3 separate regions of the Zea mays genome follow, and all the other regions are linked to region 3. The links are chromatin contacts, called in public Hi-C maps. All regions are on one chromosome and are shown on one strand. The core of a region is the stretch at or near the end of the contact, and the rest is flanking DNA. Distances in the headings are between cores, read along the strand shown.

Region 1 (3,087 bases), core at 63-2,562, 250 kb before region 3:
ATACATCACTTGAGCGCATGGTAAGCTCCACATCCAGCAATGGCGCCCAGCGGAGGCGCAACCATATAGACCCAGATCTTGGTGTACGTCCCCGTGGCGATCGCCGTCCCCAGCGTTCTCGCCGGATTCATCGACGCTCCGGTCGACTCCCTGCCACCATTTTGAGTGGAAACCTTATCAGTTACTCGATCCATCTAGAAATAATGAAAGAAGCGATATGATATTGGATCGATCGAGGATTTGTCGATGTGTGTTAAACGTACGTACCCGGAGATGAGAGCGCTCATCATCACCGCCGCGCCAGCTCCCACTGCCACCATTTCTTTCACCTGCAGATGGAATCGAGATTATATTGGTGGATCGACGTCCGCTAATTTGTTCGGATGGATTCAACAGTTCCTTATTATGTATGTATAGATCAAGAAAATAATTATTACTGCTTTGGGGTCTGTGGCAAGAGCGGTGACGACGAAGAGGACGACGAAGGTGGTGATGAACTCGACCCAAAACGCCTGAGAGGCGCCGACGCTAGGCACGGTGGCGACGGTGGGGCCTAGCAGGTTCGCCGGACCAGCGTAGAGCGCCTTGGCCACGAACGAGGCCGCCACGGACCCGAGGAGCTGGGCGGCGGCGTAGAGCGCGAGGTGAGCTGGCGGGAGGTGGCCGAACACCGCCATGGCGACGCTGACCGCCGGGTTGACGTGGCCTCCGGACACGTGGAAGATGGAGGAGACGACCACCACCACGGCCGTCCCCCCGGCCACTGCCACGCCGAGCACGCCCAGCGCTCCGCCGTGCGCCTCGTTCGTGATCAGCGCCGACAGCACGGTGAAGACCAGCAGGAACGTCCCCAGGAGCTCTGCTGCCACCTGATATATGGATAAAGCATGCAATGCAAATGAGCACACAGCATCATGTGGTAGTGCATGAGTTCGTCATGGTTTGCACTTCTTCCCATATATTATATTATTACCTTCTTGGTGAGTGCAAGCGCCACCCTCTTTGCTGAGACGGGACGAGCAGGTGAATGATCCGATGGTGCCTCGTTTCGCTGGAACCCTAGCGGCAGGATCTTGCTGGAAGGAGACCTGCTGTGCGGGATGATGATTGATATCCTGTCGTCGCTCGTGTTCTCCTTGTCCACCAGCATGGAAGCTGCTGCTGCTGAAGGGATGCTCACTGAGAAGTCCATGGAGACATTCCTGCGACGGCCGTCGTCCGCCATTAGCACTGCTCCTCCTATCCTAGCTATATATATCACACAGCAGCCGATGCTCGTGCGGTCATTAATTTGTTGATTACACTCTGACGAGCTCAGGATGAGAAGAACGGTAGCGATTGGGTGCATATATATACGGATCGAGAGCCCAGCATTATATAAGTATTATTTTGATCGATTGCTTTGGTTTTCTATCGGTAGCTGGCTCAGCATGCGTGGAGCAAAGCGATGGATGTGACGCACCTGTTTGGGGCCGACACAAACAAAAGCAAAAGTTCAGCTGAGAATGAACTGACAGATTCATCAATCATCACACGAGTTCAGAAAATAGCCAAATGGCACTACGAGATGCTCCGACCTACCAGCATTTTTACCTGTTCAAACCATGAGAACGGAAACATATATATACTTGTATCGATCACCTTCCATGGGAATCTTGGCGATGTTAATTACTGCTTGATGCCGTCTGCTTTCGCCGGCCGGACGAGACCGATCCGTTGCTTAGAGGATGTTTGTTTCGTCGAATGTCGAAATGTAACACAAATGATGGATTATATGAACTATTTTTTGTTTCTCTTTCTAATACTACTATCCAATCCAGTTATAACTAGTAACCAATATCGCAGATAAAAGATCCAATTATCATTCCGTATGAACCAAACAACACCTTAATCTGTAATGAACTGACACGTAAGGACCATTTTATGATATATACTGAGACTAAATATGCTACACTGTATAGATAATTATGCAATTCGGTATACTGCGTAAAAATCTGTTATCAGCTGCATGCGCACAAATTTATGATGAAAATAATATGCAATGAAAGGAAATGAATTGCATGCATAGAAACAAAAAATCGTATTTAATGTTTAATTTACTTCATAAATATAGTATCCCTCCAACAACCATGCACCTAAACACATTAGAATTAGTTTATGACTTATACTTATACTAATTATACTATACGGTGTAGATATTTATGCAATTCGGTACACTGCGTAAAAAAATCTAGCATGTTGTTCACTGGTGGACGCATCTCCAGGTTGTAGCGTAAAAACCATAAGTTTTAAGCATAAAATCTCTCAATTATAAGCGTAAATACCTGCCAATGTGAGAGGTTGATAGCTCTGGTAGGTTGTTATTACGATCCTATTTTTATGGTAGATTTCAAAAATATGGCAGTCGCATGCATGCAGTTTCTATTTTTATACAGATCCAAAAATTATGGCAAAATGCATGCATGAGTCAAACACGTTCTCTTGCATGCACGTAAATTTAGGAAAGATATGTGTGGCGGTTTCTATATTAAATGATTTATTTCCTCCATAAATTTAGGATCGCTGCAACAGACATGCAACTAAAACTCGTAATGACCATTTTATGATATATACTGATACTAAATATGCTACACTGTGTAGATAATTATGCAATTCGGTATACTGCGTAAAAATCTGCTACTAGCTGCATGCACACGAATTTATGATGGAAAGAATATGCAATGAAAGGAAATTAATTGCATGCATAGAAACAAAAATTCGCATTTAATGTTTTATTTCCTTCATAAATATAAGATCCCTCCAACAGCCATGCAGCTAAACGCATTAGAACTAGTTTATGATGTATACTGAAACAAATTATACTACACAGTGTAGGTATTTATGCAATTCCTTACACTGCGTAAAAAATCTGGCATGTTGTTCACTGGTGGACGCATCTCCGGGTGGAGCGTAAAAACCTTAAGTTTTGAGCATAAAATCCCTCAATTATAAGCGTAAATACCGAGTCAATTAGAGGTTGATAACTTTAGTAGGTTGTTATTACGATCCTATTTTTATGACAGATCCGAAAAACATGCCAGTCGCATG
Region 2 (3,012 bases), core at 240-2,739, 200 kb before region 3:
AGCAACAGACTTCTCCAACGTACGTGTTAATTTTCTAATTGATTCTTCTAACCCTCCAATTTGTTGTTTCATTTGATTCTGCTGATGATCTACATATTGTTTAATAGATTGGATGTCGTCGGGTGTACTTACGTTAGGGACTTGAAGCGGAGATAGAAGAGATGTGATGTCGGTCTCTCCATGTTTGACAACTTTCTGGTGGCGATCCACCGTGTATTGTGATAAGAATTTCTCCTTCGCTTGACACATGTAGTCCTCGTATTGCTGTTGCTCATCGGCCGTTAGTCTTTCAACAGCTGGCTTCAGGATATTGTCTAGGGAGATATCAGTGTGATCTTTAGAACCGGCCATTTGAGGGCCTGATTTTTAGTAGATCAAGACACCTGTCCCCAGCGGAGTCGCCAAAAAGTGTGTTGGCGCCGGTTCGGGCACCAATCACTGCGTTGAGAACCTGCGGCGGTGCTCTCTACACAGGCGCGGACGGTCCGCGGCCAGGGGCCAGACGGTCCGCGACCTGGTGCAGGGCTCGGGTTCCCTGTCTGACGAGACGGACGGTCCGCGCCAAGAGGCCGGACGGTCCGCGCGTGCACAGGGGCGGCAGAGTTCGTCGGCGGCGTCTGAATCTCGCTCCGGGGAGGGACCCCGTCAGGAGAGATCCTAGGCTTCGTCTAGGGTCGGCAGGCCACCCTAGACACCTCTAATCAACGTAGAGCCGAAGAGAAGCGAAGAATTTGGGGGTAGAGAAAGGCTAATCTAGAGCTAAACTAGAACTATTCCTAATGCATAAGTAAAACGAGAAATAGACTTGATTTGATCGATTGTTGGGGGTTCAATCGGCCGTAGCCCTTCATCTATATAAAGGGGAGGTCTGGATCCGCTATAAGTTGTTTCCCGAGCTAATCCCATAATTTTAGGTAACAAATCCCGCGAGAAACTCATAACCTTAACTGACTCTAGCCGACGTAAATTATCGAATTTCCTTGTAGTATCTGTCCCTAAGAATGAAAATACCTTTATAAGATGGCAAGGACCAACATTGTTCTAGAAAAGAAAAATCAGGAAAAGAGAGGGCATTGTATTGCCCACGGGAACATGCAACCGAGGTAATGATATTCATGAGGTGTTTGGTTCCATTGAACTAAAGTTTAGTATGTGCCACTTCGAATGTTCCAATGATAATTGTGAGTGTTAAATATAGTTTAAATATAAAAACTAATTATACAGATAAGACTAAAGGCGAGACAATTTTATTAAACCTAATTAGTTTGTATTTAATTCTCATAGTTGATATAACTAGATAGGTAGGCACATATATAGAGAGATAGATATAAATAGATATAAATAAGTAGATAGATAGATAGATAGATAGATAGATAGATAGATAGAGATAGATAGATAGATGGACTGGTAGATAGATTAAGAGACATGGAGATAGATAGACACGGATAGATGTTTAGTATATAAAGCAGGCGTGGTGATATCAAACACATCAACACATTTTTGGTATTAGACTATTGTAGCTCATATCATCTGTCACCCATGGCGAAGTGCAGCAGCTTCCAAGGATTATTCTGGTTGCTTTCCATGATTCTTCTAGCATCCTTTGTTGCTCATGCACGCACAACAAGTGGTAATCAATGAATTATTAGGCCCATTTTCTTTTGTGGTAAATAGGTATATCAATTTATTTAGTGTTCCTTAAATTAATCTGATGGAGTTGCACGTGATTGATCTTATTAGGGCACACCAAAGAGGACAGCAATGCTAGGAACATGACGATGACCAAGACGAGGGCATCGGGCAACATACTTGTTAGCCGTAATGACGACGGGCCATGCTATCTAGATTCCGGTCTTAATGAGTACGTCTGCAGAAAGACTAATAAGTGCTATAAGAGCTTGGTGCTCTGCGTGGCGAGTTGTCAACCATCATCATGAATTCATGATACTGCGGAGACATCATGATACTGCGGAGACAGACGGCGAGAGATGAGGCTAGCTAGATGCTGTTTCACCAAAATATTATGTAACACCCAAATCTCCCATTTTAAGAAATAAATAAGATTTTCGAAAAGATTATTTGAATTGGAGTGCTCTTACATATCGATTAATTATGCATTTAATATATTTTCCTAAAATGATCAATTGGGCAAAAGAATATATTTGTGATGTGCACTGCATTCTGGAGCATGGTTTATTACTGTTTGAATTTGAATTCGGATTTGAATCATTTGAATTCTCATTGGATTTGAATTGGAAACTAAAAAGAAAAAATAAAAAGAAAAATGCCTACGTGTGGCTCCCTCTCTGGTGTGTGGGCCGCTTCCTCGGCCGGCCCACTTCCACACCGGCAGCTCACGCCTAGGGGTAAAAACGGTCGAAAACGATCGGTAAACACTAAAATCAATTTTCTTTTCATATTTTTTCTCAGAAATAAGATCGAAAACGGTAACTCCGAAAACGAAAACGACATCGGTAATTTGGAAACATCAGAAACGAAAGTTCGGTACGAAAATTACACCGGTTACAATCGAAATCTTAAATTCGATCGGTAAAAACTGTAACGTGTACCCTCAATTGACTTTAAAAATTCACGCAAGTCATACATTCATATGAAATTAGTAATAACATATAAGGTAGGAGGTCACATTAAATATATAAGTTGAGAAGTATATAAACCATTATTATGTATTTAAGTAAACTAGAATCAAGATGTGTATAATGATATGACACTTACATTCTATTTGTACTACTACTTGGCATAGTAAATATAATTAGTGTCCTCTTGGTCCTTATTAAGTTATCGTGCAAATTATGAATATATGTATCAATAGTAATAACAGGTAAGAAAATATAAATAAAATTTATAAAAGTTTCAAATGATTCTAAACTATATACCATTAAATAGATCTTGATTTTAGGAAAATAATAAAATTAGTTTCATATTTTTCTAAGCTAACATGAATTTGTTATGAATTTATAAAGGATAGTACAGATTTAATATTTTTCTGAA
Region 3 (3,323 bases), core at 740-3,239:
AAACGATTTATTAAAAAAAAACACTGGCTCTTGTAGATGAGCTATTCTTGAAGAGAAGCCAGAGTCGGAATCATTTTTAGAGGAGACAGATCTGTACTAAACGGGCCTAACTCTAACTGTTGATGGACAAAAGAAAAACTGATTTTTTTATTAATATTATAACTTTTAGGACAATCAGAGCAGTGCAGTGCAAATACATGAAAGCCTCTAGCCAACAAGAGCAGGGCATGCTAACAACATGACTCCACAAGTCCACAGGAAATTTGGTAGCGAATTTTTTACTAAATTCGCTGAACTTCACTGAAAGAAAAGCACATGCATGCAGCAACAAACAAGAGCAGAAAAGTGCAGACGTTCGGTTCGACAACGACAACCCGTGTGGTCAGTTGGCGTTCCTTGTGCACCGGACGACGGTGGCACGGAGCGGCCGGCGCATCACGACGGACAGCTCCTGCTTCTCGGCGAACTCCACCGGCTCACCGGGGACCTGGAGCCACTCGAACTCGGCGACGAGACTGGCCACGAAGAACTCGAGGTGCAGCAGAGCGAGCGCCATCCCGGGGCAGATCCGCCGCCCGGCGCCGAACGGTATCATCTTGACCTCCTTCGCGCCGGTGAGGTCAACGTCCGCGCCCTCGCCGCCGGGCAGGAACCGCTCCGGCCGGAACCGCAGCGGGTCGGGCCACACCGCCTCGTCGAGCCCCAGCGCGACGAGCGTGAAGTTGAGGGACGCGCGCCGCGGCACGCGGAAGCCTTCGATGGTCGCGTGGTCGCCACCGCCGTCGTCGTCTTGGATGCCGGTCGCGGCGTGCGGGATCGCGAAGTGGCCCGGCGGGTGGCGGCGGAGCCCCTCCAGGACCACTGCGCGAAGGTACGGCATCCGCGGCAGGTCCTGCTCCTGGACGCCCGCGCCGCCGGTGACCTGGTGGATCTCGGCCCGGAGCCTTGCTTGGATCTCCGGATGCGCCACGAGGTTGGCCATGATCCATTGCGCCTCGGTCGCCGTGTTGTCGGTGCCGACGGCCACGAACTCGGCGCACAAGCTCACCATCTCGCCCTCCGTGAGGTTCCTGCCCCCGTCCTCGGGGATCCGGAGGTCGAGTAGCGTGTCCACGTACGTGTCCGCGCCGGCGTTGGCGTCGGAGCCTCGTTGCGCGCGGCACGCCCGTATGAGAGGGGCGAAGAGCTCCTCCTGCCGGCGGCGGAGGGACAGCATCTGCTTCCACCGGCGCCGGAACAGGAGGCTGGTGAGCGCGGGGCACACGTCGAACACCTGGAAGCCGAGCACCGACTTGAGGAACTCCCGCTGCAGCGCCTCCACGGACGCGACGACGGCGTCGGTGGCGAGGCGCTCGCCGAAGCACATGGTGACGAGGACGTGGAACATAGCCCGGTGCAGGAGCCCCTCGACGACGACGGCCCTGCTGCCGGCGTCGCGCGCGACGCCGGCGACGAGCCCCCGCAGCGCGCGGCGGCGGGCGGCGGCGAACCGGCCCATGCGCGACGGGTGGAACACGTTGCCCGTGAGGTTGTGACGGAGCGCGCGCCAGACCGGGCCGTAGGCGCCGGATGTGATGTTGCGCTGGCCACTGGAGAAGAGGCGGAAGGGGAGGCTGGCCGGCGGCCTGTCGGCGAAGGCGGCGCCGCCCTGCACCAGCACGCGGTGCGCCACGACGTGGTCGGCGATGAAGATGGCCGGGCGGGACGGGAGCAGGTAGAGCGTGAAGACGGGCCCGTAGCGGGACCGCGCGGCGGAGAGGATCCGTTCGATGCCGAAGTTCGTTCGGCCGAGGAAGAGGAGCGGGGTGATCAGCGACAGCAGCGACGGGCCGGGCGGGAGCGCCGGCGGCGGTCCGGTGGCGGTGAACGAACGGAGGATGGAGAGGAGGCCGATGACTGCGATGCAGATGGCTACGGTGAGGGAGTAGTAGAGCAAGTCTTCCATGGCTGCCGGTGAGTGCAGCTGCCAGTGCCAATGTCAGGAAGGAGAGGAGACGATGCAATTTTATATTGTATGTTATGTTATTTATAAAGCAATTACAATTAAAATTGACGGTAGAAAGGTGACTTTAGCCTGAGGCATCATTTTAGCACGGTGCAGCAGGCCAGCAGCTGAGCAATGCAACTGTGCAAAGGACAAAAAAGGGTGCATGTACTATATGGTGGGTCTGCATCTCGGGCGCTGCCCTACCAACACTCATGCGTGTCGCTTCCACCTACAGATGTTTAAATGGGCGGGCCGTATCGGCCCGGCCCAAATACGGCTAGACCGGACACGGATTAGGATCGTGTCGACCCGGCCTGAAGTAGCTAGCGGGCTGTGTCGTGCCGGCCCACGGCCCCCAAGCGAGGTCCAAGCACGGCCCACTGGGTTAATAATCGTACCGGGCCGGCCCACGACCCGACGGGCCTAACGGGCCCATAATAATATATGACATTTAAATGATAAAAATATCCTAAAAGTATGCATTTTTAGGGTTTAAATCATATTTATTAGTTCTAAACATTTATTTACACCCACATAACCAACAAAAACACATGTTTCTTGTGTTTTATACTCTATATTCAAGTATAATATATGTATTTATATGAAAAAAATAAAATCGGGCCGTGCCGGGCCTAGCCCATCGTGTCGTGTCGGGCCAAACCCGTGTCGTGTTTCGGACCGCCCGACAAGCCCGGTCCGTTTGGACATCTATACTTCCACCTCACTCACTTGGCCATTTGCCCATTTATGTCCCTCCCTCAACTTTACGGGTGTGTTTGAGATGGCAACCGGTTTGAAACCCGTGAGTATATGATTTACAAATTTATATTCATGGAAGTAATGTTAACATTGTATATGTATCTTTTATATGCAACTGATACACACATACCTATTATTCGTGGATGACACAAATCTGTAGGCACATAATTACAAATATATTTATCTATCTATATATCTATACAAAGTACAAATACATACGTACATTTATAATATACATATACATATATATACACACATATAAATCAAATACGGGTTCACGGGCACGAGTACGACCTTTTCATATCCATGAGAAAAAAACCACCGGGTTGAGAATCACACCTAAATCTGCACCCTATCGGGTTCTTGCCCGTGGGCATGCGGGTAAAATGTGGTTGTTGCCATCCCTATATTTGGTTACAATCAGGGCCGGCTCTACATTTTTAGGCCCCTGAGCGACTGTAAAATGTAGGCCCCTGTCGGAGAGAAAACACCAGCGGGGTGGCAGAATGCACCCGCCTAATCCAGTGAACTAGGGGGAGCCTAGGGATTTGCCTCACCAGTTGGATGAACTCAAGAA

The links. A called contact is a pair of places that touch in the nucleus more often than the background predicts.
Region 1: a contact with region 3 is called in a Hi-C map of leaf, with 4 times the contacts expected there. The contact joins the promoter of LOC100284417 here to the promoter of LOC100193472 in region 3. A contact is called at or near these places in 2 of 25 Hi-C or Micro-C datasets (ear and leaf).
Region 2: a Hi-C map of ear shows a contact between it and region 3, with 2.1 times the contacts expected there. The contact joins the promoter of LOC542570 here to the promoter of LOC100193472 in region 3. A contact is called at or near these places in 1 of 25 Hi-C or Micro-C datasets (ear) and 1 of 3 datasets of contacts at active chromatin or transcription factors (leaf).

The regions. Positions count from the first base shown.
Region 1 is chr4:36,300,453-36,303,539 of Zm-B73-REFERENCE-NAM-5.0, reverse strand. LOC100284417 (aquaporin NIP5.1) reads right to left here and starts at 1,312. Exons shown (of 4, transcript NM_001397565.1): 1 at 974-1,312; 2 at 438-869; 3 at 268-329; 4 at 1-150. The coding sequence starts at 1,225. The coding sequence ends at 6.
Region 2 is chr4:36,248,362-36,251,373 of Zm-B73-REFERENCE-NAM-5.0, reverse strand. LOC542570 (basal layer antifungal protein 2) reads left to right here and starts at 1,489. Exons shown (of 2, transcript NM_001138521.2): 1 at 1,489-1,630; 2 at 1,741-2,084. The coding sequence starts at 1,540. The coding sequence ends at 1,937.
Region 3 is chr4:36,048,025-36,051,347 of Zm-B73-REFERENCE-NAM-5.0, reverse strand. It overlaps LOC100193472 (putative cytochrome P450 superfamily protein), which reads right to left and starts at 1,989. Exons shown (of 1, transcript NM_001138588.1): 1 at 122-1,989. The coding sequence starts at 1,945. The coding sequence ends at 383.